3 separate regions of the Mus musculus genome follow, and regions 1 and 3 are each linked to region 2. Evidence: chromatin contacts called from public HiCAR-type and promoter capture Hi-C data. All regions are on one chromosome and are shown on one strand. Each heading gives the region's core, a stretch centred on a gene start, on an enhancer-like site or on the middle of the called end of the contact. The rest is flanking DNA. Distances are from core to core; before and after follow the strand shown.

What was found. Promoter capture Hi-C pulls out the DNA fragments that hold promoters and counts their contacts. HiCAR-type assays count read pairs that join an accessible place to other places.
Region 1: a HiCAR-type map of astrocytes shows a contact between it and region 2, with 2.4 times the contacts expected there. The contact joins the promoter of Xylb here to the promoter of Nktr in region 2. A contact is called at or near these places in 1 of 39 promoter capture datasets (embryonic stem cells), 1 of 115 datasets of contacts at active chromatin or transcription factors (astrocytes) and 2 of 9 other capture datasets (adipose tissue and liver).
Region 3: a contact with region 2 is called in a promoter capture Hi-C map of pre-B cells, with 6 times the contacts expected there. The contact joins the promoter of Myd88 here to the promoter of Nktr in region 2. A contact is called at or near these places in 3 of 39 promoter capture datasets (embryonic stem cells, erythroid cells and pre-B cells), 1 of 115 datasets of contacts at active chromatin or transcription factors (astrocytes) and 2 of 9 other capture datasets (adipose tissue and liver).

What each region holds. Positions count from the first base shown.
Region 1 is chr9:119,356,046-119,359,428 of GRCm38.p6, reverse strand. It overlaps Xylb (xylulokinase homolog (H. influenzae)), which reads right to left and starts at 2,048. Exons shown (of 19, transcript NM_001033209.3): 1 at 1,722-2,048; 2 at 115-197. The coding sequence starts at 1,823.
Region 2 is chr9:121,717,387-121,720,603 of GRCm38.p6, reverse strand. Nktr (natural killer tumor recognition sequence) reads right to left here and starts at 1,423. Exons shown (of 17, transcript NM_010918.2): 1 at 1,309-1,423; 2 at 1,059-1,145. The coding sequence starts at 1,116.
Region 3 is chr9:119,338,040-119,341,368 of GRCm38.p6, reverse strand. It overlaps Myd88 (myeloid differentiation primary response gene 88), which reads left to right and starts at 1,351. Exons shown (of 6, transcript NM_010851.3): 1 at 1,351-1,737; 2 at 2,659-2,793; 3 at 3,183-3,329. The coding sequence starts at 1,410. It overlaps Acaa1a (acetyl-Coenzyme A acyltransferase 1A), which reads right to left and starts at 75. Exons shown (of 12, transcript NM_130864.3): 1 at 1-75.

The DNA.
Region 1 (3,383 bases), core at 799-3,298, 2.4 Mb after region 2:
TCTATGCAGACCTCTCTTGCAGCTGGGTTAAGTCAGAAAAGTATAGCTGATAAGTGCAAATGGTTTAGGGAGGCTCTAAAACCACCCACCCACACATGCACACCAGGTACCTACCCAAATTCCGGAAGGTCTCTGTCAAAATGCACGCTGTCCTCATAGAAGACGTTCAACTCTGCATCAACAGCAACAACTTTAACCTGGAAGACATTTGTGAAAACGGTGTATAGGATTTCCTCAGCCTCTACCTTTGTCCAAGAGGTTTCCAAGTCCAGTTAAGGTTCAGCACTGAGACAAAGGCTAATGGGCATCGTTTTTTGTTTTTGTTTTAAATGGGCATCATTGTAACCATAGCAACATAAGTTTCATGGGATACATGCTCAAAAAAAGAAAAGCAAAGAGATAAGATTAAAAAATGAGAAATGACCGGGCATGGTGGCACACGTGCCTTTAATCTTAGCACTTGGGAGGCAGAGGCAGGAGGATTTCTGAGTTCAAGGCCAGCCTGGTCTACAGATTTGAGTTCCAGGACAGCCAGGGGTACACAGAGAAACCCTGTCTCGAGAAACCCAAAAAAAAAAAAAAAAAAAAAAAAAAAATCGAGAGGTTTTATACTAGAAATTTAATGGCACTCTTGAAAGCTCTAGAACAAAAAGAAGTCACATCCAAAAGGAATAGACAGCAGGAAATAATCAACTCAGGGGCAAGTCTCGAAAAACCAGAGAGAGAGAGAGAGAGAGAGAGAGAGAGAGAGAGAGAGAGAGAGAGAGAGCGCCACACAGAGAGAGGCAGGTGAAACTCCCACGGTCTACAAGAATCCACTCTCCAAACAATGGAGGCTATGGTCCTGCACCTGGCAAGGAGGCTTGTCTCCAGAGGCTGCCCCCAGAGCCATGACTATGGTCAAGTCAGACCTGACATCCTAAGGAAGCCATTCCAAGCTCGGGAAGATGGAGAAACAGGTCTAGTAGGGCAAGGTGACTAAGTTCTATGGGATGTTCCCCAGTGGGAGCCGCAGGTTCCAACTCTCCTCATCGGGCTGAGAAGGGTCTCACAGCTACTATGCTTATTTCTCAAGCGTGCAGGATGAATGCCTCCTGGACGTCCCATGCCTACTTGGAAGGCAAATTGCTAATTCACTCAGCTATCACTGGGAACACCAACCTCTGACCGGCAGTTCTGGAATCACAGACCCTGGCACGCTAGTGCCAGCCAAGAGGGGGTTGGGGGAGGCAGGGAACGGGCAAAGTCCATTTGCATACTATGCCCATTTCACTTTTAACAAAAAAAAGTGCTTGGCGTGGCACCCTCCTTTAAACCCAACACTCAGGAGGCTACGGATAGTGGATCACTGTGAGTTCAAGGCCAACCTGGTCTACACAATGAACCTGGGCCAGCCAAAGCTACATAGTAAAGTTCTGTCTCAAAATATAAAATAAAATAATAAAGAAAAGTAAAGAAAAGGCGCTCAGGGATTATCCGGATCTAGGCTGTGCATGTGCGCACACCTCTGCTGTTTTCGCGGAGTGTGTTTGCGCGGAGTGTCTCGGAATCTAGCCATCTGCAGCCGAGACTCGCGTGGACCCCCGAGGTACTCCCCCCCACAGCCCTCCGCCCCCGCTACGTGTACTCCGGGTTCCGCGGGGAGTCACCCGCGGTTTCCGGGAGAAGCCTCTCGCTGGCAGAGCATCGTCAGGCTCCCGCTCCTCGCCCCGCGCGCGTACCTGCTGCGTGCTGAAGTCCCAGCCCAGGCAACAGCGGCGCCCCGCGCGCTCCGCCAGGGCCCTGGGGGTTCCCGCCGCCCGTCTGTGCGTCCGTGCGTCCATGTGTACTGCAGCGGCGAGACTGTCGCTGCGCTCCGTCGCTCAGAGACGCCAGAGCCCGCCTTTCGCCACGCCCCGCAGGACTCTGGACTGGAGTCACGAGGCGGGAATGCCCTCTGGCGCCGCCTGCGGGAAGGTCGCGAGTGGGACTGCGTCTGGCTGGGGCACTTAGTGGTCGCTACCCACCAGCAAGGCAGCGCAGTGGCTTCCCTCCAATTTCACTCCACCCACACTCACCCCTGCGCCGACCTAATATAATCCCAGCATTTGGGAGGCTAAAATAGGAGGATCTCAAATTCAAGACCAGCCTGGGTAACAGCAGTGGTGGTGCACGCCTTTAATCCCAGCACTTGGGAGGCAGAGGCAGGCAGATTTCTGGGTTCGAGGCCAGCCTGGTCTACAAAGTGAGTTCCAGGACAGCCAGGACTATACAGAGAAACCCTGTCTCGAAAAACCAAAACCCAAAACCAAACCAAACCAAAACAAGGTAAATGGTTGAAACCCTGTCTCAAAATAAAATTAAAAAGAGGCAGAAGAAGCCAGTTGTGGTGGTGCCTGCCTTCAATCCCAGCACTCAGGAGACAGAGACAGGAAGATGTCTGTGAGTTCAAGGCCAGTCTAGTCTACATTGAGAATTCCAGGGCAGTCATAGCTATATAACAGAGACACTTGTCACAAAAGTAAAATGGGGGGGTGGTCTACTGAAGGTCAAGCTGGGCGTGTTGGTGCATAGCAAGTTCTAGGTCAGCCAAGGCTACACGGTGAGACGATGCCCACGCCAAAAATAGATAAATGAAAGGAAAGAAAAGAAAAAAAAAAAAAAGAAGTGAAGGCCGAAGATATTGCTTTTGTCTGACCTGTGCCCTAGAGTCAACTAAAAAATAAAATAAAAATAAAAATCTTAATTAAATTTGGGATAGTAGTACTGGAGGCCCATGAGTTTGAGGCCAGCCTGGGATACATAGCAAGATCTGTCTCAATAATAATAATAATAATTAATAATCAATCAATCTCTCTCTCTCCCTCCCTCTCTTCCTCCTTCTATTGTTTGTTTTGACAGTCTTGACTAGGCTCAAAAAATTCCTCCTGCCCAGATTGGCCTTGAATTTACAATCCTCCCACCAGAGCCTCCCACGAGATTGAAGGCCTGTAACACCAAGTGTGGCCTGACATGATCTGCTATAAGATAAGGTCTCACATACCCCAGGCTGGCCTTGAATTTACAGTGTAGCTGGGACTAGCCTTGAATTCCTGATCCTCCTGCCTCACTCTCCCAAATGCTGTGATTGCAGGTGGAAGCCACGATTCCCAGTTAGAACTCATCTGTTATCGTGACCCACAGGTCAGCAGACTGTCTGGGCTGAGCTCAGGTGGCGGTGGCAGTGGCGGTGTCTCTGCTACTCAAGACTCTTGTCCCCACCCCTGAACAGTATGCTCACAGTGCGCCTGTCTGAGAACCTCAGAAAAGAGCTTAGTGAATGATGTCAGCAAAAGGTGTGGGTGCCCAGTGTAAAGAATGGAGAAATGCATTCTGGAGGCAGGAGGAGGCAGATCTCTGGGATT
Region 2 (3,217 bases), core at 174-2,673:
TATTACTTTCTGAGTATGTTAATACATTAGTTTTGCAAAAAAAAAAAAAAAATCCGTGAAAAATCTCCAGAGTAAGTTTGGTAAATGCTAAATAAACTGCAGCTACAGTCAGGGTCGAAATGTTAGATGAGAAAAACAGAACGTTTAAGATCGCTCCAATCCTTTGTTCAGAACCGTCACCGTCTTCCTTTTATCCTAGAGCCTGAGTTTTCCTTATTCTGTTCCCTCTACTCCAGCCAGACCGGGACCTTCGCTTTCCCTCAAGAAACACAAGCGCTGTCTCAGAACCCAAGCTAACCGTTGGCTGCCACTACCAAGCACAGTTCTCAAAGGCGTCCCTCCACAGGTTCGGCTTCGCACCTACTCAAATGTCATCTTCTCAAGATGGCCTTTCTCGCTCACCGCCTGACTAAAACAGCACTACTGGAGGGAATGCGGTTTTTACCCCTTCACTTCCTGCCTCTTTCCCCCAGGACGTCAACATAAAAGAAGCAGCAGCCCTGCTTTAGTCACTGCTGCCCTTCCAGAGCCCAGGACAAGCAGCTCTCCTGCGAGTCCACTGCGACCTAAGACGTGGCGCACACCACACACCTCCAGTTAAGATCCCTGTCGGTTGAGAACCGCGCATCCGTACACATGTTCCTGCTCGATACACACGCGACCTTTACATGTGTGCGCACCGATGTGTGCAGCAGCCACCTCTCTGCACACAGAGACGTCGACGCCTCGGGATTAATGAATGGCTGCACACTGGACTTCCAAAAAAAAAAAAAAAAAAACCAAACATCGCGGCCGCAGCCTAGGAGCAATCCCGGGGCTACAGAACCCGCACAAGCCCTTCAGTCTCTCCTCTCCAGCCACGTCTCCCGGAGCCAGTACATTCTCGGGAAGGCTCCCGAGGGACAGCGGAGGGCAGCTGGCCGGCTCGTGACCGCGGCGGCTCCGCAGCTCTGGCCGGCCGAGCCCGCCCCGCCCCGCCCCCGCCCGGCTCCGGCTCCGGCTCCGCCGCGTCCACTTCCACCCCGACCCGGGCCCACAGAGGGGCCCGCCCCGCTCACCCGGTTCCCGGTTGATCTCGATGTCGAAGTGACACTGCGGCCGGTCCTGGGCGCCCATCGCGAGCGCAGCAGCGGGACGGCGGCGAGCTGCGGACAGGGAGGAGGGCGCTGAGGGCAGGCGGGCGGCCGGGCGGGGCGGGGCCCGGCCCGCCTGACAGGGACGCGGCCGACGAGAGGCCGCCCCACCCTGCCCACCCGCCCGCCCGCCCACCCCAGCCGCGGCTACCCGCGCTCCCGTCGAGCTTCTCACCTGGCCGCACAGCTCCGGAGAACGCCCTGCCGGCGCCGCCGGAGCCTAACGTCACCAACGGAACGCCACCTCTTCCCCGTGAGGGCCAGCCGGCGAGCGCCACGCCAGAGCTCGCGAGGCCGGACGCAAGCGTCGCGAGAGTTCGTCTCGCCGCCGAGCGGGGTGTGGGGTCGGAGTAGGCGGTCCGCGCCAGGGCTCTCGTGCCCCGCCCCTCAGGATCCCCTGTCCAATCCCGAGTGCGCAGACGTGTGCGAGCTGTCAACCACGGCTCACTCATGCAGCACCGCGAGATTTCTGATTGCGTGGCCAGTGGATGAACGCAGGGTGAATCCCAGGCTTCCGGCCGACGTGGCGGGTGACCTGTTCTCTCTCGTGGTTGATGCGGTCACGCTGTTTGTCTCGCGTTAAAAGAATCGAGGACCAGATGGAGCCAGATGTGCCTCCCTTGCCCGCCAGGGTGAGACGAGGCTGGCCGCCGGCTCGAGGCCAGCCTGGGTCACTTGAGGCTTTCTCAGAAATACAACGAAAGGAAACAAAAATCAAGGCAACAACAAAACCCCGAAGCAAAACACAAACCGTAGCGTTTACACCTGCGCACCAGCGCTTGGTGGGTAAAGGCAGGAGATTCAGAAGTTCAAGGTCAGCCTGAGATACCTGAGACCTGTGAAGAAACCAAACCAGTTGACAGGAGCGATGGTCTAGCAGTTAAGATGGTCTAGAGGCCGCTTTTGCATTGGACCTGGTTCAAAGCCCAGCTCAATAACCGCATGGTGGCTTACAACCATCTCGTTTCAGGGTTTCCATCGCGCTCCCCTGACCTCCGTGGACACCAAGCATGCACATGGTGCCCAGACATACATGCAGGCAAAACAGAAAGTAAAACCTTACAAAAGGAAAGTCTGTGAGCAATAATACACAGCCTTTAATCCCAGCGGCTCGAGAGGCAGAGGTAGGTGGCTCTCAGTCTGAGGTCAGTCAGTTCTACATATTGTCTTCCTGGCCAGTCAGGGCTAGGTAGATCCTGTCTCAAAACAAAAGGTACACAATAAGAATGTGCTGTTGGGGCTGGCGAGATGGCTCAGTGGTTAAGAGCGCCGACTGCTCTTCTGAAGGTCCCGAGTTCAAATCCCAGCAACCACATGGTGGCTCACAACCATCCATAATGAAATCTGATGCCCTCTTCTGGAGTGTCTGAAGACAGCTACAGTGTACTTACATATAATAAATAAATCTTTTTTAAAAAATGTGCTGTTGTAGAAAATTTTAATCACAATCAGTGTTGAGGTTGGGTCTGTTACATAAAGCAAAATTCCATATCCAAAAACCTAAACCTACGAGTGACTTACCGTCTTTCCAAGCTTTTGTACCTTGTTCCTTAATTTAAAACTGTTGGTTAAATAAAATTGGCTACAGCCAATTACTGGAGGGATTCGAGGTAGGTGGATTTTGAGTTACCTGGGTGGGAAGAGTAAGGAGAAAAGAGAGACCAAGTGTAGAAGGAGGAATGGGAGAGAGGAAGCCCCCATGGGGGGAGGCAAAGGATGAGCACACAGCCAGAAAAAACAGTCCATATCTGGGGTACACCCAAGGGAGGTAGCCAGGACAGCAGTTAGAAGAGTACATTAGGAGTTACCCTCCACTCATTTATTTATAAGCCGGGATAAGCTTAAATCGGTTCTACTATGTTGTCTCTGTGTTTGGAGAGATGGCTCAGCTGTTGAGTCCTCACTTACGATGGGTATAGTGGCACGCACCTTTAATCACAGCACCCAGCACTTAGTAGGCAAAGACAGGTTGCTCTTTGTGACTCAAAGGCCAGTCTGTCTACACAGAGAGTTCCAGGAAAGACCACAAAGAGAGACTCTATAGTGAGAATTTTGGTTTCTTAGAAAACCCAGTTATAATTGTG
Region 3 (3,329 bases), core at 102-2,601, 2.4 Mb after region 2:
CCCGGTAGAATGATACTGCGAGAGGTAGGATGGGGTCTTTAGAGGGCCTGCCCACTCCTAGGTACAACCAATTAGATTAAGGGGAGTCTGATTGAGGGCCGCCCACTCACCCCTTGCCCCAGAGTCCCGCCCAACGCCCGTCCTAAGACGCTTTCTCTCCACTCAAAGCCCCGCCCGCCAATCCTACGGAAGCCAATCGTAATGCGCACTCTTAATCCTCCTTGAAAGGCAGACTGGAAACTTCCAAGTTTGCACAACCTTTTGTAGACATTGGGGAAGGAGGTTTCCCAAACTTCTGGTTTCCTAGGATGAACTCAGCCTCAAGGGAGTCCCTCCCCTTGAGCTCAGCGCGCAGCCGCGTAGAAGGCGGAGCCCGGCCCATGGCTTCTCTGCTGAGCTAGCCCGAGAAGACCCTTGTCTCCCATCAAAATTTGCTGTGCTCAGCCCCGGGTCCCAAAACCGAGAACTGAGGACCTAGAAAATGTTGAGGCACCTAGTTAAGCCCCAACCGGGTTGGCTGTCACAGAAGCTCTCTCAGAAAACAAAGTAATTTTGGGTTCCGGGCTGGTGTGAAGAACCGATTAAGGTGCTGAACGGCAGGCAGGTTCTAACTGTAACGTGCCCCACTCGTCTTAAGCCTGTTGATCTACGTTTGTTTGGGATAGTGCCATTAGTGCCCACATTCCCCTAGGAATTCTACTAAACCCGGGGATGGGGGTGGAGGGTGGAGGGAGACCCAGTATTGGAGATTGACACCTAAATAGATTAACCAAGTGAATTAACGAAAAAATCTTCCTTGGGTCTAGACCCAACGTTAAAGAGTAAGGTGGTAGGTTCCGCGTGTTTTTTGCAGACCCCGGGAAGGTAGTGCTGTTTGTCTCAGAAAACAAAGGACAAGATACCCTAAATGCCAATTTATGGGCAAGGTCGTGGGCTTTCCCCTTTAAAAAGCAGAGTCACAAGTGACATCAGATAGCTAAAGGTAGACTGAGCCTTCGGGTTACTACTTCCGAAGCCAGTCTGTCTCTTCCCTCCCTACTACCAGAATATAAATTACTGTACAGAAGGGCTGTAACTCCTTCAAGTCCTAAACAAGGCTGATTGAGCTAACCATGCATAATAACCACTACCAGATCGCCTAGTCCATCCACCTTGATCGGTGGGCCAAGGCAGATGCCAGAGGCGGTTTATATAAATTCTCACACCTTCGAGGGGAGGTGAGCAAACGTTAGAAGCACAAGTGGGTTGACTTTTAGGCTGGGTAGTTCTGGCCCCGTAGTCTAGATTCTAGCAAAGGGCGGAGCTTCTCGGAAAGCGAAAGAAGGAGGGGCTGGCAGGAGACTTAAGGGAAGTAGGAAACTCCACAGGCGAGCGTACTGGACGGCACCGGGGGCCCAGGGTTGCCTGCCATGTCTGCGGGAGACCCCCGCGTGGGATCCGGGTCCCTGGACTCCTTCATGTTCTCCATACCCTTGGTCGCGCTTAACGTGGGAGTGAGGCGCCGCCTATCGCTGTTCTTGAACCCTCGGACGCCCGTGGCGGCCGACTGGACCTTGCTGGCGGAGGAGATGGGCTTCGAGTACTTGGAGATCCGAGAGCTGGAAACGCGCCCTGACCCCACTCGCAGTTTGTTGGATGCCTGGCAGGGGCGCTCTGGCGCGTCTGTCGGCAGGCTGCTAGAGCTGCTGGCCTTGTTAGACCGTGAGGATATACTGAAGGAGCTGAAGTCGCGCATCGGTGAGGAAACGTGCTTCCTGGCTTTGTGCCAAGGATCAACGAGGCTAGCCTTGGCATATTAATCTTGTTCATTTTTTTCTGGGGTGCGCTAGGGAGGAAGAGAGTGACAGTCGAATTTTCTGTCAGTATGCAGGTCAGCGTAGGGATTGGGAGAGGGGTCAAAAACCCTGAGGAAAGATGGAAAGAGCCTAGGCAAAGACCTTCAGTTGTACCAAGAGTCAAGATCTGCTTTTCTCGCGGTATCTCAGTTGTGTCAGGATCAACCGGACAAGTGAGGACCCCTTCCATCACTCACTGGCACTCAGCACAACACCCCCGCCCCGCCCACAGTGAGGTACACCTTGCTAGATGGGGGTCACCATTCTCATTGAGCACTAACTGGGTGCCTGAGCCCTTCTGACATTCAATCCTCTGCTCCGATTGCTCTGTGCCCTGCTAGATGCCCAGTTTGGCTCCATTCTCTAGAGCCTTAGAAAGGGAAGGCAGGAGGAAGGCTCAGAGAAGCAGGCTGACTTTGGAGTCCTCTCAGATGCTCATTTTGGGAGAGTCCAAAAGGAAGTGTTAGTTTGTAGAGCCATCCATGGTACCAGTGGCTGGGGAAGGCTCGGCCCAAGTAGGCCCTTTTTAAATTTTTTTTTTAACATTTATTTATTATTATACATAAGTACACTGTAGCTGCCTGCAGACACACCAGAAAAGGGCGTCAGATCTCATTATGGGTGGTTGTGGGATTTGAACTCAGGACCTTCGGAAGAGCAGTCAGTGCTCTTACCGGCTGAGCCATCTCGCCAGCCCCAAGTAGGCTCTTTAAACTAATTCAGGATTTTGAGTGTGTGTACAGCAGCAACCTGGGGCATGGGGGGCGGGGGTGTCGGGGATGGGGTGGGAGGAGGAGCCTCTACACCCTTCTCTTCTCCACAGAGGAGGACTGCCAGAAATACTTAGGTAAGCAGCAGAACCAGGAGTCCGAGAAGCCTTTACAGGTGGCCAGAGTGGAAAGCAGTGTCCCACAAACAAAGGAACTGGGAGGCATCACCACCCTTGATGACCCCCTAGGTAAGGGCCCAGTACTGTGCCCCTAGGTAGAATAGGTGGGCCACAGCCTCAAACATGTGACCTGCAGAGGGCATGGATACCGGAAGCAGATGGATGGACCTGGGACCTTGGGCAAGCTGCTCATTCTGAGCCTTGGTTTCCCCATCTAAGAAATGGGAATAATGGCAGTCCTCTCCCAGAGTGGTTCTGAGACTTTAATGGCATGCCTCCATCATAGTTAACCGGGATTTCATCTGGGAGGAAGTTATCTGTTCACTGGTAGAGAGGGCATGTATATGACATTGCTTTGATATGGATACAGGCCCAGGTTCCCTTGATGGAAGACTCCAGGTTGGGCTCCTTCCAGCCTTCTGCAGAGGCTGATTGATTCCCTTGTCCCCTGTCCTCAGGACAAACGCCGGAACTTTTCGATGCCTTTATCTGCTACTGCCCCAACGATATCGAGTTTGTGCAGGAGATGATCCGGCAACTAGAACAGACAGACTATCGGCTTAAGTTGTGTGTGTCCGACCGTGACGTCCTGCCGGGCACCTGTG